7 separate regions of the Mus musculus genome follow, and all the other regions are linked to region 1. The links are chromatin contacts, called in public HiChIP or PLAC-seq and promoter capture Hi-C maps. All regions are on one chromosome and are shown on one strand. The core of a region is the stretch at or near the end of the contact, and the rest is flanking DNA. Distances in the headings are between cores, read along the strand shown.

The links. Promoter capture Hi-C pulls out the DNA fragments that hold promoters and counts their contacts. HiChIP or PLAC-seq counts read pairs in DNA pulled down with a chosen protein or histone mark.
Region 2: a contact with region 1 is called in an HNF4G HiChIP or PLAC-seq map of pancreatic cancer cells. The contact joins the promoter of Cbx2 here to the promoter of Chmp6 in region 1. A contact is called at or near these places in 4 of 39 promoter capture datasets (hippocampal neurons, liver, pre-B cells and 1 more) and 3 of 115 datasets of contacts at active chromatin or transcription factors (embryonic forebrain, neural tube and pancreatic cancer cells).
Region 3: a contact with region 1 is called in an HNF4G HiChIP or PLAC-seq map of pancreatic cancer cells. The contact joins the promoter of Cbx8 here to the promoter of Chmp6 in region 1. A contact is called at or near these places in 1 of 39 promoter capture datasets (hippocampal neurons) and 5 of 115 datasets of contacts at active chromatin or transcription factors (embryonic forebrain, embryonic stem cells, forebrain and 2 more).
Region 4: a contact with region 1 is called in an H3K27ac HiChIP or PLAC-seq map of extraembryonic endoderm stem cells, with 3 times the contacts expected there. The contact joins the enhancer-like site here to the promoter of Chmp6 in region 1. A contact is called at or near these places in 2 of 39 promoter capture datasets (embryonic stem cells and hippocampal neurons) and 3 of 115 datasets of contacts at active chromatin or transcription factors (extraembryonic endoderm stem cells, pancreatic cancer cells and stem cell-derived neural progenitor cells).
Region 5: a FOXA1 HiChIP or PLAC-seq map of pancreatic cancer cells shows a contact between it and region 1. The contact joins the promoter of Arhgdia here to the promoter of Chmp6 in region 1. A contact is called at or near these places in 2 of 115 datasets of contacts at active chromatin or transcription factors (microglia and pancreatic cancer cells).
Region 6: a promoter capture Hi-C map of embryonic stem cells shows a contact between it and region 1, with 3 times the contacts expected there. The contact joins the promoter of Gaa here to the promoter of Chmp6 in region 1. A contact is called at or near these places in 10 of 39 promoter capture datasets (the HPC-7 cell line, the SN4741 cell line, cranial neural crest and 5 more), 2 of 15 datasets of contacts at CTCF or cohesin (embryonic stem cells and pro-B cells), 1 of 484 Hi-C or Micro-C datasets (embryonic stem cells), 9 of 115 datasets of contacts at active chromatin or transcription factors (bone marrow-derived macrophages, embryonic basal ganglia, embryonic forebrain and 5 more) and 3 of 9 other capture datasets (adipose tissue, embryonic stem cells and macrophages).
Region 7: an H3K4me3 HiChIP or PLAC-seq map of embryonic limb bud shows a contact between it and region 1, with 5 times the contacts expected there. The contact joins the promoter of Sgsh here to the promoter of Chmp6 in region 1. A contact is called at or near these places in 4 of 39 promoter capture datasets (the C10 cell line, pre-B cells, second pharyngeal arch cranial neural crest and 1 more), 3 of 15 datasets of contacts at CTCF or cohesin (large pre-B cells, pro-B cells and stem cell-derived epiblast-like cells), 22 of 484 Hi-C or Micro-C datasets (B cells, CD4 T cells, the G1E-ER4 cell line and 7 more), 15 of 115 datasets of contacts at active chromatin or transcription factors (the SCID.adh cell line, T-cell acute lymphoblastic leukemia, bone marrow-derived macrophages and 12 more) and 5 of 9 other capture datasets (adipose tissue, embryonic stem cells, liver and 2 more).

What each region holds. Positions count from the first base shown.
Region 1 is chr11:119,912,008-119,916,128 of GRCm38.p6, reverse strand. Chmp6 (charged multivesicular body protein 6) reads right to left here and starts at 2,319. Exons shown (of 8, transcript NM_001085498.2): 1 at 2,192-2,319; 2 at 607-716; 3 at 410-497; 4 at 18-104. The coding sequence starts at 2,254. It overlaps Gm39485 (a long non-coding RNA gene), which reads left to right and starts at 2,317. Exons shown (of 3, transcript XR_003949830.1): 1 at 2,317-2,753.
Region 2 is chr11:119,020,790-119,024,910 of GRCm38.p6, reverse strand. Cbx2 (chromobox 2) reads right to left here and starts at 1,890. Exons shown (of 5, transcript NM_007623.3): 1 at 1,731-1,890; 2 at 1,610-1,653; 3 at 671-736. The coding sequence starts at 1,802. It overlaps Gm35829 (a long non-coding RNA gene), which reads left to right and starts at 1,072. Exons shown (of 3, transcript XR_389218.4): 1 at 1,072-1,638.
Region 3 is chr11:119,038,877-119,042,997 of GRCm38.p6, reverse strand. Cbx8 (chromobox 8) reads left to right here and starts at 2,085. Exons shown (of 5, transcript NM_013926.1): 1 at 2,085-2,216; 2 at 2,607-2,650; 3 at 2,839-2,904; 4 at 3,000-3,066; 5 at 3,479-4,121. The coding sequence starts at 2,148.
Region 4 is chr11:119,212,826-119,216,946 of GRCm38.p6, reverse strand. All of the region lies in intron 1 of Tbc1d16 (TBC1 domain family, member 16), which reads left to right. Among named protein-coding and RNA genes, the nearest start is that of Tbc1d16, 14 kb to the left of the region's middle. Within about 2 kb of position 1,791, at least 191 of the 459 cell types and tissues checked have an H3K27ac peak or open chromatin away from gene starts, as enhancers often do. A contact at or near this core is called in extraembryonic endoderm stem cells and pancreatic cancer cells, where this site is marked.
Region 5 is chr11:120,579,964-120,584,084 of GRCm38.p6, reverse strand. It overlaps Arhgdia (Rho GDP dissociation inhibitor (GDI) alpha), which reads left to right and starts at 2,461. Exons shown (of 6, transcript NM_133796.8): 1 at 2,461-2,563; 2 at 3,692-3,903; 3 at 4,035-4,118. The coding sequence starts at 3,714.
Region 6 is chr11:119,265,901-119,270,021 of GRCm38.p6, reverse strand. Gaa (glucosidase, alpha, acid) reads right to left here and starts at 2,059. Exons shown (of 20, transcript NM_008064.4): 1 at 1,800-2,059.
Region 7 is chr11:119,353,079-119,357,199 of GRCm38.p6, reverse strand. Sgsh (N-sulfoglucosamine sulfohydrolase (sulfamidase)) reads left to right here and starts at 1,690. Exons shown (of 8, transcript NM_018822.3): 1 at 1,690-1,803. The coding sequence starts at 1,716. Slc26a11 (solute carrier family 26, member 11) reads right to left here and starts at 1,643. Exons shown (of 17, transcript NM_178743.3): 1 at 1,565-1,643; 2 at 167-392. The coding sequence starts at 349.

The sequences.
Region 1 (4,121 bases), core at 1,070-3,569:
GCCCCACGAAGACCTACCTGGTGCATCTTATTCAGACATTCGTTCCCCACCTGTAGCCCCTCCATCACCTTCATCTCGATCTGCGTGAACTCGATGCTCTGAACCTGAAAGCAGCAGCCAGGGGTCAGAAGCCCTGTTTGGCTCTGGACCAGCCGAGTGACGGGCTTCTGTCATTGGTCCTACCCTTCCTGGTCTCTGCTGTGGCGGCTGAGATCTACTGAGAATGTCCTGGAGGACATTCCAAGGGTGCTGACTGCCTTTCAGTGGCTCCAGCCAGCAGGGACAAACCAGGAAGCTCTTACCCCAGCTCTGGGAGTCACCAGCCTGACCTGTTCCCCACCTCCCACCCTGGGGAGGCCCATCCCCCAAGCACTCGGGTTCCCAGCAAAGGCTCCTGGCCACTGCCTACCATGGCTTCCAGGCTGCTGATCTGGTTTTCTGTCCTATCGAGCAGTTGCTCCCGGTACCTCTTCTTCTTGAGCAGCAGCTTGGCTCGTCTGCAGGGGAAAGCCACGGTGTCAGAGTTGGCCCTGGCTCAGCCCCAGGGAAGCACCCCCCCCACACACACACACACCATGCTAGCCCGGGGAAGGAAGTGCCCCTTACTCTTTCCTGCCATCCCGCAGCAGCTGCCTGGCCAGGGCCCGCTCCCTCTCCAGCTGCTGCGTGACCCTCTTCTGGTACTGCCTCAGTTTGTCCCTCTGCTGCTTCAGTTGCTGGGGAGAGAGCAAGAGTGCAGGCTGGTCAGCGGGTCCTTCTGCCAGGCGCTCACCAGCATGGTCAGGAAGGGCCAGGTAACCCTGCCCAGCAGTGGCCTCTGCCACCCAAAGATATGGAGCAACATCCAGAAACATCCCCAGCCTTACAATGCAGTTGCAACTGGCCTGCCCCAAGCCAAGGCCCACTGTGCCGAGGAGGAGACTTTCATCCTCTTCAGTCACAGGAGGATGAGGCTGTGATCAGCCTGAACTCTGTGGGTCACTGCTGTGGCCACCAGGCCCTGGGAGGCTCAAATGTAACAAAGGGTCTGAAGTTGACATCTTCTGCCTCCCCCTCCCCAGCCACTAGCCAAGTGCGCTCAGTCCTCCTGTTCAGCCCATTTCTGTTCTGTGTCCAAATGCCGACCCTTCAGGCGGAGCCATGATGAACAGGTACAGGCCCTGGGCACATGTCACACACAGAATGAAACCCTGAGGCAGACTATTTCAAGTGAAGGCCATGGGCACCTTTAAGGTTTAGTTAGTGAGAAACCATTCACCATAGACTGTAGGTTACCTAGGAGAACAGGCTAGCTGGGGAGCTCTGCTAGCGTGTTTTGTGTGTGTGTGTGTGTTTGAGCATGGGCCTGGGTGTGGTTCTGGGTCTCCCACCTTCACCCAGTGTCCTCTACAGGGTCTGCCCCACGGTGGGCATCAACTGCATGACAGAGAGTGCTCACTATTTCCACCCTTTAGGTTTGGAGACCTTGAGTTAGGCTACCCATGCTCTTCTCGGGTGGTTATTTCTGCCAGCTGTTTACAAAGCATCAGGCATCTTGCCTGGGGAGACAGGGGCACCAAATGGAGCTGCAGGATGGCCAGACTGTGCCTCTGGAGACCAAGCAATCTGAGCAGGTCAGGCAGTGGCAGCAGCAGCACCTGGAGCTAGGCACTTTCCTTCCTGGTGCCTGGCGCTCTGGGACTGTTCAGATGTGTGCTTGACAGTGGTGTCCTGAGCCTCCGAATTCCACAGAGGAGCAGACAAGGTGTGTCCTGTCCGCAGGACCCACCTCTGTGACAGTTTTACTTAGAGATGGAGGGCGGTGTCCTGAGACACGAGTGTCTCGGGGGCTTCCAGCTCACACAGAGGCTGCAGAGATGGGGGACGAGCACCCTTTCCCAGTAAGAATCACGCTGAGACTTTTAGTGAAAGCCACGCCCACGGGATCTTTATCTGGGGGCTTTTTCTAGGAACTTTCAATAACTTATGGCTTGGGATTCCAAGGCCAAGGCCACAGGCTTCCTTCCTGGCACCTTCTCTCACGGATCGGCGCTCAGCCCCGAGACACAATCCCGGTCTTTCCGGGCCGAGCCGGGGCTGGTCCAGGAGTCTGCAGCTGGGCGCGCCATGGCACCGGAAGCGCGGCCCGCTCCGCTTCCCGCCTCAGTTTCCCCCACGGGGCCCGGCCCCCTGCCCGCCGTAGGCCCCTCACCAGGATGGCCCTGTCCTGTTCGGTGACTCGGCTCTGCTTCTTGCGGCCGAACAGGTTGCCCATGGCGGCCCCGCGCCGGCCGGCCGAACCCGTCGCAGCCGCCGCTCTGCGGCCACCGTACTCCGCCCGACCTACGGCGGCCGCGCGGAGCCACGCGCCTCAGAACGCGAAGCAGCTTCGTCCCTAGCGCAGCGCACCGCTGGACTTACTAGGCGATGCGAACGCCCTCCCTCGGCCTTTCAGCTAATCAGATGGGACTGTGATTAATTCAGAGCACCTCACAGGAGTGAGCCTAAATCAGGCTTCCTGACTTTCAAAACCGCCCAGCCGACGCCCCCCTCCCCGCTGGCGCAGAACATACACACACCCAGTGTTTTGGACCTACAAGTGCTTGCTGAGAAGTGTGCACCAGCGTTCACCTGCCATTCGGCGCTGTCACCTTCGTCCCCTAGTTTCCTCACTGTGGACAGTCCTTAGGCTACCGTTGAGTCAGCCCGGTTGCTGGGACTGACACACTAACCCCAGGGATTCTCTGATCACACCTGCCCTCTGTAGGCCCTTGGTGAGTCAGGGGGCGGGGACAAGACACTCATGAGTGGGGCTCTACACCCTAACAGCCCCAAAAAGGGCGCCACTGTCCTGAATTCAATGCCTTTGCTAGGAGGGGAGTTCTCCTTCCCCACGGCAATCATCCGGGTAATATCCCTTCGGGAGGCAGACAGTACAAGCAGCTGGGCCAATTACTAAGCATTCTTGTTCATTTACACCTTTCTGAACGAAGGGCTCAGTCTTAGCCTCAGGCTCAACACATTATGAATCCAGTAAAGCCAGTGGCTATCCCTCGGCAGGCAGCTTCTTCTGATTCCTGAACTGCCTGCATTTTCCCTTCCCCCACCCCCAACTCCTTCAGTAAACAAGGGCAGAAGGCATGGAGGGGGCTTTCCGGTGTCGCAGCAGTGGCTCTTGTGACTCCTTAGGCATAAGAGGCTCCCAGTCTTGACTTGGTTTTAAGAACAGCACGAGAGGCTGAGAGTAAAGTCCATGGTAAGGACTTGGGGCAGGCTCTGGCTACCAGACCTAGGGTTCTAGCTCCTTCTGTCACTTAGAAGCAGTTTCTAGAGGTTGGTTTTTTTGTTTTGATTTGATTCCAAGGGGCCTTCTAACTAGCCAGGAACCCTTTATCCCAGGGTTCTCTGTACAGTCAGCTGCCCTAATCGGGCTCAGCCACTGACTTTGATGGTTAGCTGTCATATCTTAGTCTCCAATGCTCTGTGGGCCAACTGGCCCCATAAAATCGCAGTAATGGTACCCTGTCCCTGTGGTCAACATGACTATAAAGGGCAGTACTGGGGCAGAACTTACTAGAAGGCTGGAGCTTCCGACCTGTGTGGTTCTCATGCCCTAACCAAGGGCATGTTCAGGGGTGTGGGACAGAGGTCTTGTGCAGGTCCAGGGTATCTCTGGCTGGTTTGGGACTTGCTATGCAGACCAAGATGGCCTTGAAATCACCCACTTTCTCTGTCCACTCTTGTCTACTCCGTGCTAGGATGCCCTGACATCCCAGAGTCACTAACTGAGGCCCAGTCTGTCAAGCAACAGCCCACAGTACCCAGTGCCTTGCTGGCTGCAACCATTTAGCTAGGAGTATTTATTGCCCAGGGAGGGTTCTGTTTCTACCATAACACTCTGGAAGCGCTTCCACACATTCTTCCTAGTTCTCTGCCAATACAGAGCTGGAAATGTCTGAATTCTTTCCGTCTGTAAGCCAGGATTTGGCAACTATGGCCCGTGAGTCAAACCGGTTTGATCTCCCCTCTCCTTTTTATACAGCCTACAAGCTAAGAATAAATATGGTTTTAAAATTTACTTACTTATTTTAAAGATATTTTCCTCTCTCTGTAGCCCTGGCTGTCCTAGAACTCACTCTGTA
Region 2 (4,121 bases), core at 641-3,140, 890 kb after region 1:
CTAACAGGCGAGGATGTTGCTTGCTATCTATCCATCCGTTTCCAAAGGAATCCGAGCAGGCTCAAGCACTCACACATCCTGCCAAAACTTATCCCTTTCCCACTCCTGTAACACTGAGAAACACAGGCTGGGCTACCAGAGAACAAGCTCGCTCGACTGACCTCAGCTGGGGAGGTTTCTGAGCAGACATTCATCTGCTTTATGGACAGAGGCATTGCAGAGGGAAGGTGCCGGTGAAACCCACCTCCCTGTCCCCCAGCCCAACATGCCCTTCCCAACACCATCTCACAGGATCCTTATCTCAATGAGTCGTGCCCCCCCCCCCACCCCGAGGCGGGACGTAAGAACTGTAATTACAGAAGTGACCTCAGCACTTTCAAGGCTTGGGCAAAACATCAAACACATGACTTTGCACTCTGGGCCCTCCCTCTCCTGCACCATGGCACACGCACACCGTGGCAGGGGCAGAGGTGTGCTTTTTACAACAAGCTTCCAGCTTCAAGTGCTATTAGTGCCGACCAAAAGCTACTCCACAGAAAAGGCCAAGAGAAACCAGAGGCTGTCTGTGAGGCCTTAAAGTGCTCCACCACAGGCTTCCCCACACCACAGCCCCAGGCCACTGTGTCACCAGCCAATTCCACCCAACTCTCCCCTCCTCCAGAGTTCTCACTTCTTCTGGAAGGCTAGGAGCAGCCTCGGGTCCAAAATGTTCTCTTCTGGCTCCCAGCTGTTGTGTCTGGAAAAGCAAAGCAAAGGGGGGTGGGCGGGCTGGTGAGCAGCATCCAGGTGGGCTGCCGGGGACAGCTCCCACAGCCCCGCTGGGACAAGGGGCACTGCGGCAGAGGCTGTCCTCTGAGGTCTTAGAAGTCCTTAAAGTTAGTTAGCATCCCAGCCTCAAACCCACAGGCAAACTGCCACCTCAAACCCCAGCAGGCCAGGAGAGGACTCGACAGTCTACACTGGGAGGAAAACAAACCCCAACAAAGAGCAAAGCTGCCGAGGGAATCCCCTGGGCCTGGCCCGGAGCCAGGGAGGGGAGGGAAGGCAGGTAGGGGAGGGGGAGCCGGGGGGCACAGACGGAACAAAGTGGAGGATACCACCGAGAGCGCGGGCAGGGCACCGGGTTTGGGGAGTGGTATCTGGAGGGGATGGGGCTCAGGAAGGAGGGTGGCGGGGCAGCTACAAAGGAAGCCCTTTCCGGAGAAGGCCGGGTCCCCGTCCCTCATTGAGAAGAAAGCAAGCTCGGGCCGGGGGTAGGAGTAGGTGGGGGAGCCCTCCCACCAGTAGGAAGCTCAGGTTACAGCAGGATAACTTGGGCAAGGGGAGGGGGCCCGCGTCCCGCGCCAGCCGCGGCCAGCTCCTGGGCGGGGGCGCATGCAACAAATGGGCGCCAGAAGCGCGCGGCGCGGAGGCGGGCCGGGCTCCAGGGACTCGGGGCTGGAGGCCGCCCTGCTCGCTCCCCGTGGGCTCGTAAACAAAGGGCAGCGCCAGTCGGCCAGAGTCCTCTGGGTCCCGAGGCACAGGACTTCCCGCCCGGGCCTGCGATGCGAGGGTTCCCACCCAGGCCGGGAGGCGCGCGCGGGAAGGCGGCCGCGCACCGGAGACTCACTTGGAGGACCAGCCGCGCCACTTGACCAGGTACTCCAGCTTGCCCTGCGGAGAGATAAGAGCGGGCGGTTAGCCCCGCAGAGCGCCAGGCGCACGCGGGGAGCGGGCGGGGGCTCACGCACCTTGCGGAGCCGCTTGCTCAGGATGCACTCGGCGGCGAAGACCTGCTCGCCCACGCTGCTCAGCTCCTCCATGCCGCCGCCCGCCGCGGCCCGCGCCCCGCAGACCCCGGCTCACTGCTGCACACAAAGCGCCGCCCCCGCCGCGCCCCGCCCCGCGCACGCGCGCCGGAGTCGCCCGCGCTGCTCTACCCGCAGCCGCCGGGCCAATAGGCGCGCCGGGCGCGCGGGGCGGGGCGCGCATTGTTCGTGGTAGCCGCGGCGGGGACCAGTCCGTGGGGTTGGGCGCTCTCTGCACTGTGTCGGGAGGCTGCGTGCTCCGGGAATCCTGGGGTCCGGCCGCTCCGGATCGCAGGTCCCTGCGGAAAGCTATTGTTTGGCCAGAGGGCGGCGAAGCGGGGAGCACGCGGCGCTTCTTGCCCCCGCCAGTGAGGGGCGCTGCTCCCCACTAGTCCTCTACCAGTCAGGGGTACAAAAAGAGTGGAAAAGTACGGGGTTCGGGAGGGGACACCGAAAAAGGAGCCTCGAAACTCTACTTAAGGTTGTAGATGAAAAATTCAGGTCACTGGAAGAAGACTGAACTCCGAACTCTTAACTAAAGAGTTGTGAAAATGGGACCTAGTTCCCCGACTTTTAGTACGCGCGTGGGGACACAACCAACTTGATTTTTTTCTTAGTTTATTTCACGATTTTGGTGACGTCGACGTGGGCCAGAGGGATCGGTGTGCAGACTTGGGTGTAACTGGATTCTTGTCACTGCTTGCTAGCTCTGCTAGTAAAGTCCTTTGGATCAATTTCCAGGGGTGGCCCCGGTCCTCCCAGGTCGCCATGGCTTAGGCGCCCTACCCATTTATTTTCCCGCTCAGACATAAATTCCGTTGAACAGTCTCCTTTGTAAGTTTTGAAGCGAGTCAAGCACATGATGAAAGAAGCGTTCTCTCATTTAATAAAGCAGAATCCAATGAAAATTCGCTTTCTGGTTTTGCCTCTTTCTTGAACAGGCTGCGAATCCAAAGTCACACCTTTGTAGGACCTTGTCTTCACGTAACCGTGAACCTATTTATGAAGGAGTAATATCTTTTGGTTGTAAAGCTTTCTGCCCTAAGAAACGAATATCGGGAAACCACTGGGTTTTAGGGTATTCTTCAGTTTAGTTGGTTGGTTAAATCTGCTTTGGAAAGAGCTCGCAGCTGTTTGCAGAGGGGGCAGGGAAAGAGACATTTTTTTTCCTTCTTTTTTCCTTCTTGAGAGCGCAATGATTGCTCATTTAGGTGCTTGGTGCAGTAGTGGATGAAGCAAGGGGGAAGAGAGCCGCTGAAGTCTCCCAGACAGCTCTTTTTGTCCCTGTTCAGATCAGCTGGGCAGTAAATGGTTGCGCTGTACAAAGGTGTGCTTATTGTAATCCTATAAATAGCTGGATCCATTTCAACTGCTGCTTGCGCTTCGGGATTCTATGGGGTGTCACATTTACTGTTAGAATCTGCCCACTATTCCCTTTCTGGAACAGGGTATACCAACACAGTTGCTTACTTATTTTTTAAGAGCAAAGAACTTTAAAAATACAGTTCTTTCTTGTTTGGCGAGAAGTAGCCAAGAACCTAATATGAACACATTGGAAAAAAATAAGTCTCTTTACCTGAAATATGTCTGTCATATATCTTATCTGTCCAACCATGAAAACCTAGTTGGGGGAGAGAGTAGTTAAAATAATTAATTTGGAGAAACAGATACAACAGACTTGACTGGAACGGAGCCATTATCAATGCAGCCAAGGCGTGATTCAGAATTTGTGGCATCTCTGACTCACATCTTTGGCGTAGTAGGATAAGTTAGACTGGTTCTTTCATTTATTTCATAAGCAGCTAATCTGCGTTGACCGGTGCCAGCAACACTAGATACTGAAGCGAGTCTTTAGCAGCGGTCTGACCAGACTGGTATGAGCCCTGGACACCAGGGTCCTCACTGTCTACTGACTGGTGCAGAAGGAATGGGATTTGAAATTGTGTGTCCTTTTATTTCATTGAACTTCTAATGGCCACCTGACGCTCATCGTCACCTACAGGACACCAAGACGGTCCACAAGATACAAAGATCTGGGTTGAGGAGATTCTAAGTGAAAACAAAGCCCTGTAAGTCAGCCCCAGACTATCTGTGCATAGCAATAACCTTGGAACGTTTAAAGACCACATAGAAGAGATAAATCAAATCCCGTGGCAATGAAGTCTAGGCCCCGAGGAGTCCATTCTGGGAGTGACTGTCTTGGTTGGTGCCATACAACATGGACAAGCCTTCAGTTTTACTTTTGTTTTCTGGCAATCCTGAAGATTGAACCCAGGGCTTGGAGCACGCTAGGCAAGCACTTGGCTGCTGAGCTCCGGTCCCTCTCTGCCTTGT
Region 3 (4,121 bases), core at 836-3,335, 870 kb after region 1:
GGCTAGGGTGGGCTTTCTCTGGGCGGGGAAACCAGACACTTATAGGCGGCTGAGACCGACTTTATTTTTACTGCCCAAACTGTTGGAAAGTATTTAAGCTTAAACAGAAACAGCTGTATCGCTGGCACCGGCCGACGAAACTATTTGTTACCAGGAATGACTTTTTATGATTAAGGACCCAGCCGTCGGCGGTCTCTTGAAGGCGGCGGGCGAAGGTCGCCGGGGCGATGTGGGCATCCTGGATCCGCTGTTCGTTGAGAACCGAGAGGACTCCTCACCTGGAGCACACCTTACTATGTCTAGGAGTGAAGCCAAAAACTGGAACCTGCGACTGTTGATGCAAGAGGAGGCCTGGGGAGTACCGGCGCAGCGGGCCCAACTCGGAGCTAGCCCCAAGGCCAGCACTGGCGCGTGCAGTGTGTAGCGCCTTGGACCCGAGGCCAGCTTTGCGCTCTGGGCTTCCTGCCTTTCGAAACAGACTCCTTAGCTCGCTGTTTTCCGGGCTTCGTCGTTTTTTCTTTTTCTCTCTCCCCTTTTCCCAGCCTCTTCTTGGCCAAGGGAAACTTTTTTCAGCCAAGTTGATATCGCGATTTAAATAAATTGTGTGTTCCGAGGTCGGGCTCTGTGATCTGGAGCTTGGGTAGTAAAAGGGCAATGTGGGGATAGCTGCTGTTGAACCCCCCCCCCCCCCGCGCCTCAACAGGGGTTACCACGAGGGGAGGAAAGAGAGCCTAGGAGCAAAAGGTCATTGAGTGTACTCAGGTGTGTAAAAGGGACTGAGGCATCTCTGCGCGACCCTCGTCCCCTACCTGGGACTTGCCATCTTCGCGTCGGGGGTGGGGGTGGGGGTGTCTCTTCCAGGCCGCACTAGATACCGCCACACCCCTCAAAGTCCATACTGATGTTTGTCGGGAATCCCCCGCTTACGCTTACGTCGTCTAGAAGAGCCCGAGACAGAAAGTGCACTAGCTCTGCACCCAGGTCTGGAGCAGAGCCGCGGCGCCTCCAGAGCTAGCCAGGCTCTAGGCTCTGCCTCGATGGTCATAGGCTCCTTAAACCCACCCAGGCCGGGACAGATGTGGTCAGGGTTGACTTCTCTCAGGACTGAGGAGTGGATTGGACGGAAACTGCAGGCTGGGTCAGGAATAGAGGCTGGGGCAGGGCAGCTGAGACTTGGGGACAATGAGGGTGGGAAGAGGAGGCTCGCGACCCCTCCTGCAGGGTCTCGCTTCAGGATGGATTCAGGCGGTAAACACTGGCTTGTGCCAGTCTGCTTTGGGCTTCTGAGCCCGGAGAAGCGCCCACGCCAGCTCGCAGGACCCGGAGGGTGGACGCGGGCAGCGCTATGCGACTGGAGACCAAGAGCAGGCTCATTGATTTGTTAGCTGGATGGGACTGGTGAAGAAGGGAGGAGGGGGCGTTGCCATGGAGACCCAGGGTGCGCGGCCGCAAGGGAGGGGTCAGGGAATTAGTAGGTTCGGCGCAAGCGACGTAGGTCCGGGGGTTCGGGCGCGGCTCGATGCGCCCCAGCACCTGTGCATTGTGCATCAACGGCGGCTGGCGACCAGGATGGCGCCAGCTAGGGCATGGGCAGGTGGGGAGGGCCTGGGTCTGCAGAGGGGCAGCGCCTGGCTGGCACCTACGCAGGGAGCCCTAATAGCTCGGCGGGGCAAGCCACGCACCCGGGGAAACGCTGGGCAATCAGGCAGGGGGGCCAGGGGCGGGAGCCTAGGGCAGCGGCCCCCCTGTCCAGCCGTGCAGACTGACAGCAGCCGGGCCCGCCCCGCTTGGCGTCACTTCCGCTGACGGCTCGCTCCCCCTCCCTCTGGGTCTCTGGAGTGGACAGAGACCCCGCCTCCTGGCTATTGGAACGCGGGTCACGTAGCAACGCAGGGGAGACGGGGAGAGGGGCGTGGCCGGGCGCTAGTCCAATCAGCGCCCGCAGAACGGGCCCAGGACGCTTGGCTTTAGCAACGTCGTTAGCAACACGTGGGGCGGGAGGAAGCGCTGGGAGGGGGTGGAGGGAGGGAGAGTGCGCGGGGGAGGGAGGAGAACTGACGTCAGCGGGAGAGTATTATGGGCTGTCGAGGGCTGGCTGCTGCTTTTCTGCTCCTGGAAGCGGCTGAGGGGGGAAGCGGCGAGTCAACATGGAGCTCTCGGCGGTGGGGGAGCGGGTGTTCGCGGCCGAAGCCCTCCTGAAGCGGCGCATTCGCAAAGTAGGTGAAGGGGAAGGCGGGCGGCGACGCGAACTCTCCCTCACCAGGGCCCAGGCTCCCTCCCCTTGCTGCAGCCCAGCCTCCCTTCCCCCAGGTCCCAGCAGCGGCCGCGGCCGTGGCGGCGGCGGCGGCGGCTCAGCCCCAGCGCTCTCCTTAGACTTGCAGCCCTGCACAGATTGCATGGATGGGGGGTGGGGTGGGGGATGAATGCCGGTGCATGCACTTTGTGCAGCGTTTCTGCAGGGGTGCTGCAGTGGACTGGTTCCTTTGGCGGTAGTGTTTGGAGCATTCATTTGGTGCATGCATTTTCGTGTGTATTTCTTGTGTCCTCGTCATGCATTTCTCCCCACGCACACACATACACAAGCATTTTCCCTTTTGCATCTGCAGGGACGCATGGAATATCTCGTGAAATGGAAGGGCTGGTCGCAGAAGTAAGTAGGTTATATGCAATCGCTACCCCACACTGATATCGAGGAGGGTTCTTTCTTCCTCTTTTCCCCTTCACATTGAAATACAACACAAGGCAGCCGGAAAAGTTGCACACACATACACGCCCTCCACTCTGTCCTCTCTCTCCTGCTCCAGGGACTGATGCTCCATTCTTCCTGGTTTCCTTTAGGTACAGCACGTGGGAGCCCGAAGAAAATATTCTGGATGCTCGCCTCCTTGCAGCCTTTGAGGAAAGGTACAGACCCTTAGCCTAGCCACTCACTAGAACCCATACACGCTGACTTCGGTGCAGCCAGGACACACCCCCTTCTCTCTCTTTTCTTTCTTTAGGGAACGGGAGATGGAGCTCTATGGCCCCAAAAAGCGAGGACCCAAGCCTAAAACCTTCCTTCTCAAGGTATGTTGCGATCTCCAGAGGTGGAGTGTGCCGTTCAGGGAGGATCTGCAGGGCTTGTAAATCAATGGGTGCCCTTGCCTTGTGTGTATTTGTAATCTGGACTTCTGTCAGAGGCCCCATCACGGAGTTCTAGAGGCAGGACTTAGCTGCACCAGAAGGCCTTCATTCCCACCCCCCCTCCAGCCATCCCAAGTAGACCTCTGTTACACAAGGAGTCTGTTGGTTGCAAATGGCTTCTTCCAGACAAACCCTCATTCCCCTCCCCCAGACTATTACTAAGAGCCCACCTCCCCACTCAATTAGAATTTCCCAGGCATCCAGGGAAAGTTGGGCAGTCAAGGCTAGAGGTCGTGGGGGGGTGGGGTGGGCGGGGGCGGGGCTTTTTTCTCCTCACAACAACTTCCTTCTGCAGGCCCAGGCCAAGGCAAAGGCCAAAACCTATGAATTCAGAAGTGACTCTACCAGAGGCATCCGGATCCCTTACCCAGGCCGCTCACCCCAGGATTTGGCGTCTACTTCCAGGGCCCGAGAGGGCCTGCGGAACACGGGGCTACCCCCACCAGGGAGCAGCACCAGTACCTGCAGGGCAGACCCACCTCGGGACCGGGACCGAGAGAGGGACAGGGGTACCAGCCGTGTAGACGACAAGCCCAGCTCACCGGGGGACAGCTCCAAGAAACGAGGACCGAAACCCAGGAAGGAGCCCCTGGACCCTTCACAGAGACCTTTGGGAGAGCCCAGTGCCGGCCTTGGAGAGTACCTGAAAGGCAGGAAGCTGGATGAGACCTCTTCTGGGACAGGAAAGTTCCCAGCTGGCCACAGTGTGATCCAGCTTGCTCGAAGGCAGGACTCAGACCTGGTGCAATATGGTGTGACCAGTCCTAGCTCAGCAGAGGCCTCGAGCAAGTTGGCTGTGGACACCTTTCCAGCCAGGGTAATAAAGCACAGGGCTGCTTTCCTGGAGGCCAAAGGCCAAGGTGCCCTGGACCCTGGTGGTGCCAGGGTTCGACATAGTTCAGGCACCCCAGCCTCAGTGGGAAGCCTGTATCGGGACA
Region 4 (4,121 bases), core at 542-3,041, 700 kb after region 1:
AGCCATTTCCCAGGCCTAAGCTATGTATTTTTAAAAACAATTTCAGGTTTTTAGAAAAAAAAATGAGAACATCCAGAAAGAACTGTTTGTAGTTGTATAACTCCCCCCCTCCCCTTAGATAGCAGACTTTACCACCTTAACCATTTCTAAGCTTAGGTCTCAGGGCTTGAGCTTGCTCTCAGGGTTCAGTGACCACTGCAGAATTGGCCGCAGGCTGAAGCCCGAGTTCCACCTGCTCCTCCCTTCTTGCACCTGCTTCTTACTGAAATCCCACCCAGCCAGCTCCCAGACTTGCTGCCCACCCTTCTCTCTCTTCCCATGCTCCTCTCTGTTTTTATACCCTTTGGCCATTAGGGCTGAGTGGAGACCCTGGCACTGCTCTCTTGCAACATCAGACACCAACCGTAGGTTCACCCCTGCCTTGGGGACTTGGTGCTCCTGTTGGGGACTCCCTCTGGAGTCTTCCCGCACCCCTCTACTTGTGGAACTGAGCACACGTGATATGTGGAGGAGCTCGGTGTCTGACCAGGATCCTGGAAATATAATGTGAGGCTGCGTGCTAACCCACTCTGACTCCTGCTGGCCTGCTGCCATGTTCCTGCCCTGCTGCCACCTGGCAGGCTTCCCCGTGACAAATGGGTAAGAGGCCAGGGCACAGGATGCTGGTGGATCCTGTAGGCTGTTTTAGGCTGGTGGACTTGGGGAGGAGGGATTGGGACTGTGTGGTGGACAGAACCTTTGCCCCTAACCTCCAGTGGGCCTGCTCTCCGATGACAGGAAAGGCAGGTGGGAAGAAGGGCTCACTTGACCCCACCCCCAGTTCCGTCAGCCACTGCCACAGCAGTAGGAAGCTCAGATCTATGAGGGCCCCTTTAGCAGGGAACAGCTGCATCCTGAAGAGGTGGGGAGCCAGGGTGACTTGACCTTGGCGTCCAAGGGAATAATTCAATTATGGATAGGGTCCTAGTTTTCCCAGAGGGCCTCTAGATCACCAAAGACCGGAGGCTGTTCTTTGTCCCTGCTTTCTTGTTTGTGTAGAGGAGCCTATGACATCACAGATCAGCCTCTGTCTGGTCCCTGGCTTGGGAGGACACACCAAGGGACAATAGAGGATAGATACCCAACCAAGCCCTGTTTATGGGACAGGCAGGGTTTGCCATGACAGTAGGGGCTGTGGCGAGAAGCCAGAGCTTGGGTAAGGAGGGCTGCACTGTGAGACATGGCTGCCCAGCTGCACAAGTACCCTACAGAGTCTACAGTGTGCTTGGAGACAGCCCGGGAACACTAGCTCTGATCACCCAGTGCCGCTTGGACAGACGAACGCTGGGCTGCTGAGTGGGGAGCTCCCCAACCCCCACTCTTCATGCTCACGGTGTCCAGCAAGCGTTTCGAGGCGGAGCTGGAAACCTGGGCAGCTGACGTGTCTTTATTTGTGCAGCTGGAGAGGGATCAGAACAGATAAGAGCTCTGGGGGTGTGGTGTGTGCGGCACGCAGCGCGTGTGTGCCTCCGGTATTCGTGACCTGTGTGCCGCAGAGCTAGGTCTTGGGGGCTCCCTGCACATACAGAGAGGTTGGAGACCCCCACCCGCAGTGTTGATTGAGGACTGCCATTCTGTCCAGACTGGCCCTGGTGTGGTGCTGGCCACCCAGGCTGCTGAGTGTTGCCTGCCCTGCTCAGCTCTCTTTCTCTGGGTTCCTGCCAGCAGTTTTCCCCAGCTGGGGTTAGGGATGACTTATGGGCCCTGAGCAGAAAATTACTGTCAGAGCCAGAACCCCAGAGACAGGACCTAGGCAGGGCTTTGCTGGCTGCTGTGCCTCTCATTTGCTCTCCTCACCACAGGGTGGCAGGTATGGCAGCCAACACAGCAGAAGCCTTGGTGTGAGCAGGGAGCTGGGAAGAGACACTCAGAGAGGGCAAGGGAACAATCCTCACAGCCCCTCCCTCCCCACTGCCCCCTCCCCACAGCCCCTCCCTCCCCACTGCCCCCTCCCCACAGCCCCTCCCCCCCCACTGCCCCCTCCCCACAGCCCCTCCCTCCCCACTGCCCCCTCCCCACAGCCCCTCCCTCCCCACTGCCCCCTCCCCACAGCCCCTCCCTCCCCACAAACCCAGCTCACCCCTTCCCTGGGCAAGCTCTGGCCCTAGCTGGTTAGGGAAGAGCCCTGGGGTGGACCTGGAGTTCTAAATAGCTTCAGTCACTTCCCATAGCAGCAGAAGCAGGGTGTGTGTGCCTGGGGTTCCTGGTGAAGTCTCAGAGCCTGTATCTAGGGGAGGAGGCTGCTTGCAGGAGGCTCACTCTCAAGGCTTTGGAAACAAGCTGTGGTTTGCAGAAGGGTAAGGCCATATGCACCCGGCGAGAACTTCTGGGCTGGGTAACAGTCTCCCAGAGTCCTGCTGTTTCTGATTGGAGATGGGTTGTGTGTTGTTATGCGTCATTCATGGGTTTATTCATATGGTGGTGGTGACGGTGTAGAGAGGAGGCTAGTGGAGCTCCTGACCCCCTGCCTCTCCCTGAACTGCGCCTGTGACGACTTGAACCATTGGAGCGGTGGTAGTGAGATCCCTGGATCCTATGTGTGAATGCATACGTGTTCCTCAGGTGTGCAGCATGGATATGTCTGAAGGGCACCGATGAGAACATGGAACGTGTAGGTCCAGGGCCACAGCTAAGGGCCCCAAATATCTCAGCATTATGAAGTTATCGTTGATTTGCCCCTTTTTATCATTCACCCATAAAAACATTCACAGTAATAAAACCGCTATACATGTACACTCTAAACTGGAGGACAGTCAGCTCCCAGGCTTTGCCAGGTAGATATATGATAGATGAAAAGTGGCTCTTTGAACATTAAAGATATAAGAAAAAGCAAGATAAAAGATGAACTGCGCGGTTTGTGGCTTGAGGAGAATTCCGGGAACATGAAAAGAAGTCAGGAGTCGCAGAGACAGGCTCCCATCCATTTAGAAGTAAACGGGGGACTTCTGTCCTTCAGAGTAGGCGGTTCGTGGCAAACACCGGTAAGGTGGTGCCCAGCACAGGGTCCAACAGTCCTAGTCCGCTCTCTTTCTGTGTCGAAGACCATGACCAAAAAGGAAAGGGTTAATTTCCACTTCCACACACCTTTCAAAGTCAGGGCAGCAAATGCTTCCTGGCTGGCTCCTCCTGACTTGCTCGGTTTGCTTTCTTAGACCTGGAGGTAGCACCGCCCACCATGACCCTCCCACGCCAATCAATCAAGAAGACACGCCCACAGACATGCCCACAGGCCAATCTGACAGAGGCGGATTTTCCAGACACGCTAGGTTGGAGAAAGGTGACCAGAACTAAACAACCGAGGCAGGAGGATCTCGGACTCAAGGGCTGGTGATACACACAGCAGTAGAGCTGAGTGCGAAGTCCTGTGTGGGCTCGCCAGCAGCCCACACATGGAGCAAAGGGAAAGCTTACTTAGCATTTCTAGTGTTTGGCTTCCTGGGTTGCCCTAAGAAGTTAATATACAAGGAGGCCTCGGGCAGTAAGCGTTTATTCCTCCGTAGCTTTGGAAGCTAGAAACCCAAGGCCAAGGTGCTGGCCTGTTTTTCCCTTCTGAGGCTGTGAGGGGAATGACCCCTTGACTCATCTCCCGGGCCTGGAGATGGCTGTCTGCCAAGCCAATAGCTATGAAGGTGTGCCTGCCTCCAAATCCTTTCTTTTTCGGAGAGCCTCAGCCGTCCTGGATTGAACACCAGTGACCCCGATAGCTTGAATTCCTCTTGAGATAGCGCTGAATGCTGAGCTGGGGGTTAGGACTACAACATATGGGACTTGGGGAACGTGTCCAATCCATGAGGCCAGGCAGTGTGTTTGTGATGTAAGCAAAAGGAAGATACAATTCCAGTGGGTGGGATTTTACACTTTTAAATTTCTGTATTTTTAGACTGGATATAGAAGATGCAAACGTAGTTTGGATCATGCTATTTAAGAAAACGTGTCCATACATCTTCCTTTGTTCTTCCCCGTCCCCCTCTTTTCTTCTCTTTCTCATTCTCTTCTTTTGCAGACAGAGTCTCACTTACCCCAGGCTAGCCTTAACTCGCAATGTAGACTTTAGGTCTTTCTGCCTCCGCCTCCCAGCGATC
Region 5 (4,121 bases), core at 1,212-3,711, 670 kb before region 1:
ACCCAGGTTCTATGCAAGAGCAGCTATCTATCAGCTGTCTGCCTGTACCTACCTACATACCTACCTATCTATCTTTGTTTTTAGGGACAAGTTTTTTTTGTGTGCATCCTTTGTTGTCTCTGTAAGCCAGTGGACCAGGCTGGCTTCAAACTTATAGAGCTAGAGAGCTCCTAGAGATCTGCCTGTGTCTGCTTCCCAAGTGTTGGGAGCAGTTGTGTGCTGCCACCACAACCTGCTTCAATATATTTTAATTTTATTTATTATTTATTATATTAATATGTTTTAATTATACAATTATGATATATCATATGTAAATTGTATTTATTTTTATTTAATGTTCATTGTTATTTTGCCTGCATGTGTCTATGTAAAGGTGTCAGACGCTCTGGAACCAGAGTCACAGACAGGTTTGAGTCGCCATGTGGGTGCTGAGAATCGAATCTGCATCCTCTAGAAGAGCAGTAGTCAGTGTTCTTAACTTCTAAGCCATCTTGCCAGCCCCTGGCTCAATGTTTTTGTTTTTGTTTTTAAAGATTATGTAAGTACACTGTAGCTTTCCTCAGATACTCCAGAAGAGGGCATCAGATTTCGTTAAGGATGGTTATGAGCCACCATGTGGTTGCTGGGATTTGAACTCAGGACCTTTGGAAGAGCAGTCGGTGCTCTTAACCACTGAGCCATCTCGCCAGCCTCTCAATGTTTTTTAAGCACTCAAATTTTACAAAATTTTATGCAAACTTAAAGAATTCATAAAATATAATCAGGGCCAGTCAGTGGTGGCACAAGCCTTTAATCCCAGCACTTGAGAGGCAGAGGCAGGCGGATTTCTGAGTTCAAGACCAGCCTGGTCTACAGAGTGAGTTCCAGGACAGCCAGGGCTACACAGAGAAACCCTGTCTCAAAAACAAAAATATATATATATATATAAAATAAATCAGGGAAATGCTGACTGGACTTTTAATGATCTTTGTGATTTTTTTCAAATGTGAATCACTGTATGTATGTAGCTAGACCGTATAAAAAATCTTTGGGCATGGGCAGGCTAAAAAGATGGCTCAGCAGTTCATAGAGCACTGGCTCCTCTTTGAGAGAGATCTTGGGTTTGATTCCCAGTACAGTACAGAACCCACTACTGTTCTAACTCCAGTTCCAGAGGATGCAATGCCCTCTTCTGACCTTTATGGGTACTGCACACAAGTGGTTCAGAGACTACTTCAAAATATTGATATGCATAAACATAAAAACGCAGCTTTGGAAGATTTGTACTTTGAGCGTCAAACCAGGGAATTGTGGGTGGCACAGAGCTCAATAAACCAGGCTCATCCAGTTGGAGGACCATGAGCCTCCTGAAAAGCCAGCTTGACACACTTCGTTGGGCACACCTGTGTGTAGGTGGAAGGCCAGCCAAATTCATCATACAGTAAGAGTGGGGATAGTCACGTGGCTTTTTGTTTTAGAATAGTTCTGCATAGAAGAGCAGCTACCTGGATGTAGGGTAATGATATTGCAAATCCATCTTCCTTAGAGATAAAAATAAATGAGCTTGAAAGAACACTTGGTTTGCTTCAGATTGATGTATAGCCAGAGGGTATGCGTGCTTGTGTAAAATAACTGGGCCACAACTGAAGATGGAGAGTGGAGGCCATTGGATTCCTCATCTTTTAAGTTTGATGACTCTCCGGAGCCAACAGCTGTTTCCTGGATACCACAGGGGCAGGTGTGGCCAACAGAGCAGGCCAGAAGCGATGGCTTTTGTGGGATTAAGCTATAGAAGTCCCCGTAGTGCCCCTTAAATTCCTGCCTCCCCTCAGTCTGAGGCTACACTCAGAAGAAGCCAACATGGAGTGCCCTCACGGAGTAGCAGGAACTGAGACTCCTCAGGAGGAACTGGAGTGGCTGGCACAAGCACACGACCGGGAACCCCCCCAGCCAGGCCCTCCACTAAGGAGGCTCCATCCTCAGCGTCGTGAAACACGCCTGGCGGTGATGGTGCACGCCTTCAATCTCAGCATCCTGGAGGCAGAGGCGGGCGCGTCTCAGGGATGAGGTTCAAGATAGGCAGGCAGCCCGTTCCAAGGAAAACCGCTCCTCACAGCAAAACCATACAACTTCTAACATACGGGGGCTCGGGGGGCACGCAGTCCCCAGAGCAATGCGCCAGGCAGCACAGCTACAGGGCACTGCGGTCGGTGAGGACTGTGGTTCTGTTGACTCTGAGGACAATGGGACAAGGGCCAGGCACGGCAATCAGGGAACCCTGGGAGCCACAGAATGGCCGCGCGACGCTGCTCTGGAAGAGCCGGCTCTCGTGTCCCACAAACCCTCGCACCCGGCATTCGGCAGAAGGCGCGAGGGCGCCGGCCCACGCGGGACGCGCCCACGAGGCCCGCAGCAAAATGGCGACGGCGCCGACCCGCGCCCCCTGGCGGCGCATGCGCAAGGCGACCCCGCCCGCGAGAGCGGAAGTCTTGTGACCCCGGAAGTGACCGTCCGAGCGGCGGGCGGCGGACGACGTTCGTCATTTGGTGCGGGAGGGAGCGCGAGAGCGGCGGTCGAGCCTCCGGTGAGTGGGCGCGTGGCGCAGCGCGGTGCAGTGCGGGAGGGGAGTGGGTTGGCTTTGTGCGGCGTCGCGGGCGACTGCGGCGCTCGCGGGCGGGGCGCGGTCACCCGGGCGGGCGGGCGGGGCGGGCCAGGGCGGCAGCGCAGGTCCTGCCGGAGGGGCCGCGGCCCCCCGGGCCTGCGCGCCTGCTACCAGGGGACCCCCTTCCTCGGCCTCGCGGGCGGGGTCCGGCGCGGGGCCTGGCCCGGGGCTCCCGCCGCGCGGCCCCGCCCCGCTCGGATTGCGGGCTCTACGGAAGTGCGGGCCGCGCCCTGATGCTGTCGCCGGCGGCCACGCTTGGCGTCGGGTGGGGTTGTCTGTAGCCTCCGGGTTTCGGACCGCCGCTTTATGTGTTTCCTTGGCGGACACCTCTCAGAGGGACAACGGCCGGGCTCTTCCCGGGACCGCTGCGCATTGCCTGTAGGCATCACAGTGGGTTTCCGAGAGACGTTTGGGAATCTGCGGAACTGAAAGGCATCTAGGCGCTTCCGTCCTGGTTGGTTCCTCACCGCCACTAAAGGTTTAGGGTCAGGGCCCAGAAACAGGCTCCTGAGATTTATTTGCAAGCGGTGCACTAGCTCCCAAGTTGCATACGCAGACCCTCACTAGAGAGGACAGACCTGCGTATTTAGGATCCCCTTTGGGCTCTTGGGATTTAAGCGGTCATCACATAGTTGAGCTTAGGACAGTATTCCATTGGAAGGGACGAACAAACAGACCCTTGTCCTGCACGTGGCTAACATACAGAGCATCTCCCTGTCGGAGAACTTACCTCCATGACCCAACCCAGTAAGATGAGAGCCTGGGCAGCTAGGGACAGCAACAGGACCCCAGGGATTTAGTGTTGCGTCTGCCAGTTCAGTTCGGTCTGGAGGCTTATTCTTAGTGGGGAGGAAAGGTGTTTTGCTTCTCTGAGGAACAGGCTGTGGTCCCATTTCGTTGCTTGGGGTTCTAGTCCTCTCAAATGGGCCTCTGCGTAGGGCAGTGGCAGCATCCTCTCAAAGTTCCAGTCAGGTGTCCTGCAGGTGTCAGGGTCTGCCTAGGGTGGAATGCCTCCAGGCTGTCACAGTCCTGCTCATGCCCCGCCCACAGGTGTCCCAAGCTAGAGGTAAGCATGGCAGAACAGGAACCCACTGCTGAGCAGCTTGCGCAGATAGCTGCAGAGAATGAGGAAGATGAGCACTCTGTGAACTACAAGCCTCCAGCCCAGAAGAGCATCCAGGAGATCCAGGAACTGGACAAGGACGATGAAAGCCTCCGAAAGTACAAGGAGGCCCTGCTGGGCCGAGTAGCTGTCTCTGCAGGTAGGTGGCTTGGAGGAAGGATGTCATCTAAACCTGTGCCCAGTCTCTTTCCAGACCACTCTTCCAAGGAGTGAGTTTAAAAAGAAAAATCTTAAGGGATGGGACTCTGACTCTTAACTCTCACTCTGCAGACCCCAACGTCCCCAATGTCATTGTGACTCGACTGACCTTGGTATGCAGCACTGCCCCAGGCCCTCTGGAACTGGACCTGACAGGTG
Region 6 (4,121 bases), core at 810-3,309, 650 kb after region 1:
AGGAGGTGGAAGGAGGCAGCCAGAGCATCTTCCCCAGAGCAACGGAAGGGAAGACAGAAGCCAGGTACAGGAGACAATGGGAGACTCCTCAGAGGCAGAGGGTGTCTCTGCAGACATGGGCCCACAACACAGGTACAGACAGATGTGAGGGAGCCAGGACTTTATCGCAGGGCCTTCTGTGTAAGAGAAAAGGGTGAGTGGGAAGGTGGAAGAGCCACCACACCCAAGTCCTACCCCAAGGGGAGGAAGTTGGGAGTGAAGAGCCCAGGACTGGGCCACAGGGTTCACTAGCTGCAGGAGTGTGGGCCTTCTGGAAATGGGGCTTGGGTAGAAGGCTGGGGTGACTTCTCCATGTGGTGGGGCTCAGCACAGAGGACGGTTCTCAGGGTCACCAGACACACTCAGGAGATGGCCCGGCTGCAGAAGAGGCAGCTGTGAATACTGATTAGCACTTGGGGACCAACTGTGGCCATTGGTGAGTCAGGGTGCTTCTGGTTGGCAGTGTTTACCCACAATTCCTGTGACTTTCTCCGGCTAGTGGCTCCCCAGTTTTCCAGTCCAGGAGGGGGTTGTTAACTATGACCCGGCTGGGGCTCTGCCACGCCTAGATGCCAGTAAGCCCCAGGTTGCCGCCATACCTCTCTGATGGACTGCCTATAGACCATGGTGGTTCCGAGGACCCCTACACCATGCACCAAGTTTGGCAATTCACTAGACTATCTCACAGAACTCAGAAAAGCACTTCACTTATATTTACTGGTTGGTTGGTTTTGAAAGCTGTAACTCAAGAACAGCCAGAATGAAGAAATGGGTGGAGAACGGTTGGGAGTGGCTCCCAGGCTCCCAACACTCAAATGTGTTGATCAACTGGGATGGTCTCTGAACCCACGTGGCTGCCATGTTGAGACAGGGTCTGCAGTAGCCCAGGCTTGCCTTAACTTGCTATGAAGCCAGGGATGGCTTGGGTCCCTGCCACCATCTCCTACACGCTGGGCTTTCTGGCATTGGAGACCACAGCCAGCTCTGTTCAGTTCTGTGGGCCTTCGGTTACGTAGGCATGACTGAAATCCGTTACCATGGTGAGTGATTCTCCAGCATCTTGAGGGAGTTGGAGTGCTTGCGTAGGCTGCAGTTTCCTACCCTCCAATCACGCCTTGGTCTTTCAGGTGCCCAGCGGCCATAATGAGCCACCATAATGAGCCACAGAAAGATCCAGTGTGTGGATCTGGCTCGAAGACCAGAGACCCATTTTGTCTTTACTGCCGAGTAAGGCCCAGCTCCACCTGGCCCTTCCAGACGTAAGTGACACTGACCATGATTCAGCATCTAAGGACACTCGCAGGCTCAAATTCTGCGGGGCAGGGTGGGAATCTGCATTTTCCAGGACCCTCCAAGGAGGCCGCAGGGCGCAACTCAGAAACACACGCATTAGAACAAAGTCCCAGAAACTGGGAGCAGGCAGCTGAGGCCCGTTCTCTCAGCCACAATTTAGAGAAAAAAACATGGGAAGGAACTGAACTCAGAGGCCACGGCTGACCTGGTGACCTCAAGCTTGCTTTCTGGAAAGCAGCTGGATCGCTGCGTCACCAGGCACAGGCGTGTCCAAATCCAACCTGTCAGACACGGGAGGTCAAAGTGAAGGTTCTCGGTTTCTCTGTGCCTCAGTTTCCCCCTGCGTCACATACACACAGAGCTTTGCCCGCCTGGTACTGCGGGCACGAACTAGAATCCCGGACTTTACCGGAGCCTGCTGTCTTACTAAGGTCACCGTCCGTGGCTGCCTGGGTCGGGGGTCTCACCTATGCCGCGTGTCTCTGCTCGATTCTCCAAAGCAGGAACTCGCTGACAGTCGGCCCTGCCTGCCTGGAGGAGGCCGCTCCTCCGGAGGCTCTGGGGCCGGAGACAGCCTTCACCAGCTCGCCCAGCTCACCTGCGCAATCACCCTCCAGGCCGAAGACCCCCAGGCTCAGCGGGCAGCGTGGGTCACGTGGTCTGTGGGCGGGGCTCGTCCGCGCGGACCTCGTCACACGACCTCCTGCGTAGGCGGCGGAGTCCGTGTGAGTGTTATCGCTGCGCCCCCTAGTGGCTGAGGGCGACAGTGAGCGCAGGTGTTGGAATGGCAGCCATAGGACGTCATCGCGTTGCAAAAGCTCCAGTAGATTAAACCAGCCCAGACCTGGAGTCAGAGTCAAACACGTGATCGCACAGAAAACCTACGATGGTGAAACAGTAAATGATCCGGGGCATTTGATATAAGTATGATGCAGGTCATACATTGAGCCAGAAGCCCGGGGTAGTAGTGCAGGCATGTGATCCCAGCACTCGGGAAGCAGCAGCAAGAAAGATTGACAATTTGAGGCCAGCATACGACACCTGGTGAAACTCTGTTTCAAAAACCAAAGTTGGCAGGCCGGATGTAGATAGGGGTAGAGCACTGGCCTACCATGTGCAAGGCCCTGACTCTCCTGTACTGCTGGGACCACTGGGGGGTGGAGGGGCATTTGTGCCTCTGGCTGTCAAACTTTTGAAACAATGTACACCAAGAAATTCAACGCCCCCCTCCCCATCCCATGCTGGGAGAGGAGAAAGGCCTGAGAAGACGGTGTCCTCAGCTCTGGCAGCTTGTCGGAGCACAGTGTGTGCAGGCAGGATAATGAGAGCCAAGAGGACTGGCCAGCGAGGGAAGGTGGATGGACTCTGGCCAGCTTGAATGTGCTGAGCTTGGCTCTGGCAATCTTTCCCTTGTGCCCATTCCCTCTGCCTTGCTAAAGAAAAACAAAACAAAACAAAACAAACAAACATTAGATTACATTCCTAAAGCTAGCCATCAAGGTCTCTTCCCTTATTTGGCCACTTCCTCCGCCTAAGGCTGACTGCCAGGGGCCAGCTGTTAAAGTATTGAAGTCCAGCAATCCGAAGCCCCCTTTGGTTCATGTAATTAATACACCAAACCAAACCTTACCACCGCATGCTAGCCCATCCTAACACAGGCCTCCCCTTCTCTCTTCTTTTTTTTTTTTTTTTTTTTTTGTGTGGTTTTTTGAGACAGGGTTTCTCTGTGTAGACCAGGCTGGCCTCGAACTCAGAAATCCGCCTGCCTCTGCCTCCCGGGTGCTGGGATTAAAGGCGTGCGCCACCACGCCCGGCCCCTTCTCTCTTCTTAAAAATGACACCAGCAGCCAACAATGGCAGCACACGCCTTTGATCCCAGCACTGTGAGGCAGAAGCAAGTGGAGCTCTGATTTTCAGGACAGCCTGGTGTACATACAGAGTGAGTTCCAGGATAGCCAACGGTACACAGAGACCCTGTCTTGGGCCCGCCCATCCCCCCTTACACCTGCCGAGTCATTTGCTGCTGTTCTTCACCTTTGTTCCTGGTGGCTTGTGCCTATTCTGGGGTCCGACAGGGAAACCCCTGCTCTGCAGAGGTCTCCTAACAGACAGGAGCGTCCCGTGACCAAGCATGCTTGGCTACACAGCTCTTCTGCCCTATTCAGAGTTAGAGCTCACACCAGGACACACCCCCGCCCCCAATTTGTTCCATTCCCATCTGTTTTACCTCCCAAAGTGGCCACACCAACTAAACCCCCTTTCTCTGCTGTTCACTGTTGTCTCTTTAATTGGTACTGGAGACAGGCGGCTGAGCCTAGTTCCCTAGGGCTGTCAGACGATCAGAAAACTCTAAAACAAGCCCAGCCAGAGCTTACAGGTGCACTACTGAAACAGCTGCTGCTTTCACCTTCCTTCCTTCCTTCCTTTCTTCCTTCCTTCCTTCCTTCCTTCCTTCCTTCCTTCCTTCCTTCCTTCCATCCTCCCTCCCCCCCTCCCTCCCTCCGTCGCTCCTTTCTTTTTTTAAAAAAATTTATTTACTATGAACAGTGTTCTTCCTGCACGTCAGAAGAGGGCACCAGATTCCATTACAGATGGTTGTGAGCCACCATGTGATTGCTGGGAATTGAACTCAGGGAACCTGGAAGAGCAATCAGTGCCCTTAACCACTGAGCCATCTCTCCAGGCTAGCTTTCATTTCTAAACAGCAAGTACTGGAGAAGGCCACGTTTCGGTGGGTGTGTCCAGGGCGGGGTAGGCGGGTGAGTGGAGCTCTTGTGTTGGAGCAGGGT
Region 7 (4,121 bases), core at 441-2,940, 560 kb after region 1:
AGTCACATGAAAAGAGATTAGACGCCAAGGGGCCGTCTGGGTCGGACACATGGAAGTGTTGGATTCCATGGTCGGTGTTTCAAACTGTGGACAGACACTGAGGAGTAGGAAGGGATCTATCTGGCTGTGGAGAGGGGACAGCTAGCAGAGGGGTCAGTCACTTCACCTGGGGTGGGAGTCCAGCCACTTCTGCATAGGCCAGGGCCTGGGGAATGACGGTGAGTCCCACGGAAAGTCCAGCGATGAAGTCCAGCCTCAGCCACTGCAGAGAGTAGTCAGGCACCCAGGCCAGGACGGGTAGCCTCCTCCTCAGGGCCGTAGCAGAGCAGCAGCATGTGTCTGGTGCCATGTGCAGGCTGGGGGATCTGGTCTGACCCAGACCTTTCACAGAGCTGGGCATGGGTGACATGGAGCAGTGATCAGGGGCTGAGCTTGGGAGAAGGTGGCGTTATCTTCCCAAGGGCGTCAGGAGCATAGCCTGCCTTTTGTGGCAGGGAGGCTGAGCCAGGTGGCTAAGTTTACCAAACCACCATGATCTGGGAAAGGAAGCCAGCAAAATGTGCACATGGGCCTGCACCAAGGATTCAGGGAGGCCTCAGCCTCTCTTTCCCATCTCTGGGCCATAGCCCCTGATCCCAAGCTCTGGTGTCTCTCCACTGTCAACCCCTACCAACCCCCCCTCCCCGCCCCCCGCAAACTAGCTCTTGAGGGGATGCCTAAAGACGACATTTTCACCCCGAAGAACCTGCTCCTTTCTTTTACCCCCTCCCCGGGGAACCTGACTATCCCAGCCCAGAAGAAGCAGGTCCTGCAGGCTCAGGCTTCCTCTGGCCGGCAGAGTGTGTAGGTAGGCAGCCAGGAGGCCCTGAGGAGCCAAGATTTACACCTCACCAAGTGTACACCTCACCACCGCAGAGGGCCACCAAGGTGTTAGGTAGGACTCCACCCACCACTAAGGGCTGCAGTTGGGGGAAAGGGGGTGGGAGTATGTGACATCCCTGAAGTCAAGATTTACCCAGCACCCACTTGTGGCATTCATAGCCCAAGGGTGGGAGGGCTGAAGATTCTACTTTGTTTTCCAAAGACTAACTGAAGCTCTCAAATTAATTCTAGGTACGTAGCATCCGCTAAGATCCTGGCGAACAGACACACACACACACACACACACACACACACACACACACACACACACACACACACACACGTGTCCCAGCCCATAGCTGACTCCTCATTACTGGTCCACACGCCCCAGCCCTGGAAATGACACTCTGGACAAAATCCACTCCTCCCCACCCCCACGCCGCCGCTAGCGCGGGATCCCGGGATCGCGGGGTGGGGTATGGGGGGGGGGGGTTGGGAAACGGAGGCTGAGGTCCCAGTGGGGAACACAAACAAGTCTGAGAACCTGGAGTAAGGCGGCCCGGACTCTAATGGTTTGCGGTAGGGAGGGTTCCCGGAGTAGGGCTCACCCGAGGACTCAGCGCTGGCCCCACAGCTCCTGGTGACCCCAGCCCACACCGCCACACACTCCCTCTCTCCATCACAAGGACCCAGATTCACCCACCGGACGCTGAGACTCAGGGTCTTCCGAAGTGGCGGTAGCTGAGTCCGCAGGAATCTCAGAAACAGAGTGGGCAGGACATGGGCGGGGCCTGCCGTGCACGTGACCGTGGGGAGCGGACGAGCCGGAACCGCTTACCCTGACCGGCGCCGCCATGCACTGCCCGGGACTGGCCTGCTGCACAATTCTGTTGGTCCTGGGACTCTGCGGCGCGCACTCGCGCAACGTGCTACTGATAGTTGGTGAGTGCCGCCGTCCCTGGCACGGCCACCTGCTGCTGCTCCCAGAAGCGGCCACTGGGCTCTTCCCCGCCACTGGCCCATGCTGACCCCGGCGCGCCAATTCCTTGCCGAGCCTCCTGTTGCAGGTCTCTTCCTGGTGACTCTAAATGCGTCTGGCCCTCCCGCTTCTGCCATCCCCAAGCTGGCCAGCATTCCCACATCTGTAGTCAAAGCTGCCAAGGAGACCCGGTGGACCCCGGCTACTCATGCAGACCTCTGATAAGGTTCCAGAAATGAGAATAGCCTGAGTCCCCGAGTTTTTGCAGGATGCCCTGGTCAGTTCTCTTAGCTCCTGGCCCAAAAGTACAGTACTCCAATGCCCACGCAAACCACCAAGTTCCTCCTGCATTCATGAGACTTCCTGTTTGGGTGATCAGTGCCTGGCTTGTGACAGCCCAGGCCTTCTGAGGTCTGGCTCTGGGCCAGGCCCACTCTTCTGATAAACTTTGTGGTATCTGGGCAAGCCAGTTGGTTAATTGTAACATAAACAGTGCTGTCTTTGCAGCACTACCCCCAATCTCTCCAAGGATAGTCTCGAAGATCGGCCTAGGGTGTATATCCACCGGATAGGATTGGCGCTGGAATCCTCTGGAGCCAGTTCGTGTGGCTCTGGAACTTCGGTCCTGTCTCAGCTTGGACAGCCATCACAACAAAACCTGGCAGTCTCAGGGCTAGAGAGGTGGCTCAGTGGTTAGGAGAAGTGGCTGCTCTTCCAGAGGACACAGGTTCAATACTCAGAACCCACATGGCGGCTCACAGGGATCTGTAACTGTTGTATATGTACATGCAGGGAAAATACGGACAAAGCAGAAAATAGAGTCACACTCACGCATGCACACATGCACGCCACACTACAGGCCAGGTTTTTAACAAACCAATGTAAGTCTAACAATTTCATTATATGGAGAGACTGGGTTCAGAGAGCCGGCTCCTCCCTCTGTTTCTGGGGAGGCCTTCCTGGATTGTTGATGACACCTGTCTCATTTCCAAACCTGACAGAGAAATGCCACAGTCCTGTTCGATTGGACCCCACCCTCACTTAACTGTTGAAGACTGGATTCAGATAATGACAGCAGGAATTTTAGGACTGAATGATCAGGGTCAGAGGCAAGAGCTGAGACCTCTGTGTGCAAGCAGCATGGCTTCCTGGCATGCAACAGAAGGCACACGTAACACAACCACTCCTGCCTGTCCTCCCATCTGTCCTCCTGGCTGTCCTCTTGCCTGTTCTCCCATCTGTCCTCCCTCCTGTCCTCCATCCTGTCCTTCTGCCTGTCTTCCTCCCTGTCCTTCTGTCTGTCTACCTCCCTGTCCTCCCATCTATTCTCCTGGCTGTCCTCTTGCTTGTCCTACTGCCTGTCCTCCCACCTATCCTCCCGTCTGTCCTCCCGCCTGTTCTTCTGTCTGTCCTTCCGCCTGTTCTCCTGTCTGTCCTCCTGCCCATCTTCCTCCCTGTCCTTCTGCCTGTCTTCCTCCCTGTCCTCCCACCTGTCCTCCTGCCTGTCCTCTTGTCTGTCCTCTGTCCTGTCCTCCTGCCTATCTTCCTCCCTGTCCCTCTGTCCTCCCGCCTGTCCTCCTGCCTGTCTTCCTCCCTGAACTCCTGGCTTTCCTCTTGTCTGTTCTCCCATGTGTCCTCTGTCCAGCCCTCCTACCTGTCTTCCTCCCTGTCCTCCCACCTCTCCTCCCGCCTGTCCTCCTGCCTGTCTTCCTCCTTGTCGTTCTGTCTGTCTTCCTCCCTGTCCTGCCATCTGTCCTCCTGCCTGTCCTCCCGCCAGTCCTCCCACTGGCTCAGCTGTCATTGGTTCTTGTCCGAGTGGTCCAGCGGGGTGGAGGATGGTGGCTGGACTGGAGGCTGGGTATCCATCTTTGTTCAGGGACTGCATTGCCTCTGAGGCAGGTGGGTGACATGTTGCTCCTGGGTTCCCACTGGGTAGTTCTGGGGAACTCCTACAGGGCTGTGGGTGCTGCATGGCATCTCTCACACTTCTGGTGCCTCCTGAGGGGTCAAGGGTCAGAAGCAGACAATCTGCATGGCTGTCTCTGAAAGATGCAGAGGTGTGGTGTACACACACACACACACACACACACACACATACCCCTCAGCTGTATCCTAGGCGTGTCTCTCCTGCCTGGCTGTCACTTGTGAGGTAGAGTCTTCAGAGCCCCAGTAGTCTGCAGGGATTACATGCAGCCATCACCTACTAACACACCTGCATGGACTCCAGTCTGTTGGGGTGTGAGCTCCTCACGCTAGCCTACCTGTTAACATTCCCACCTGA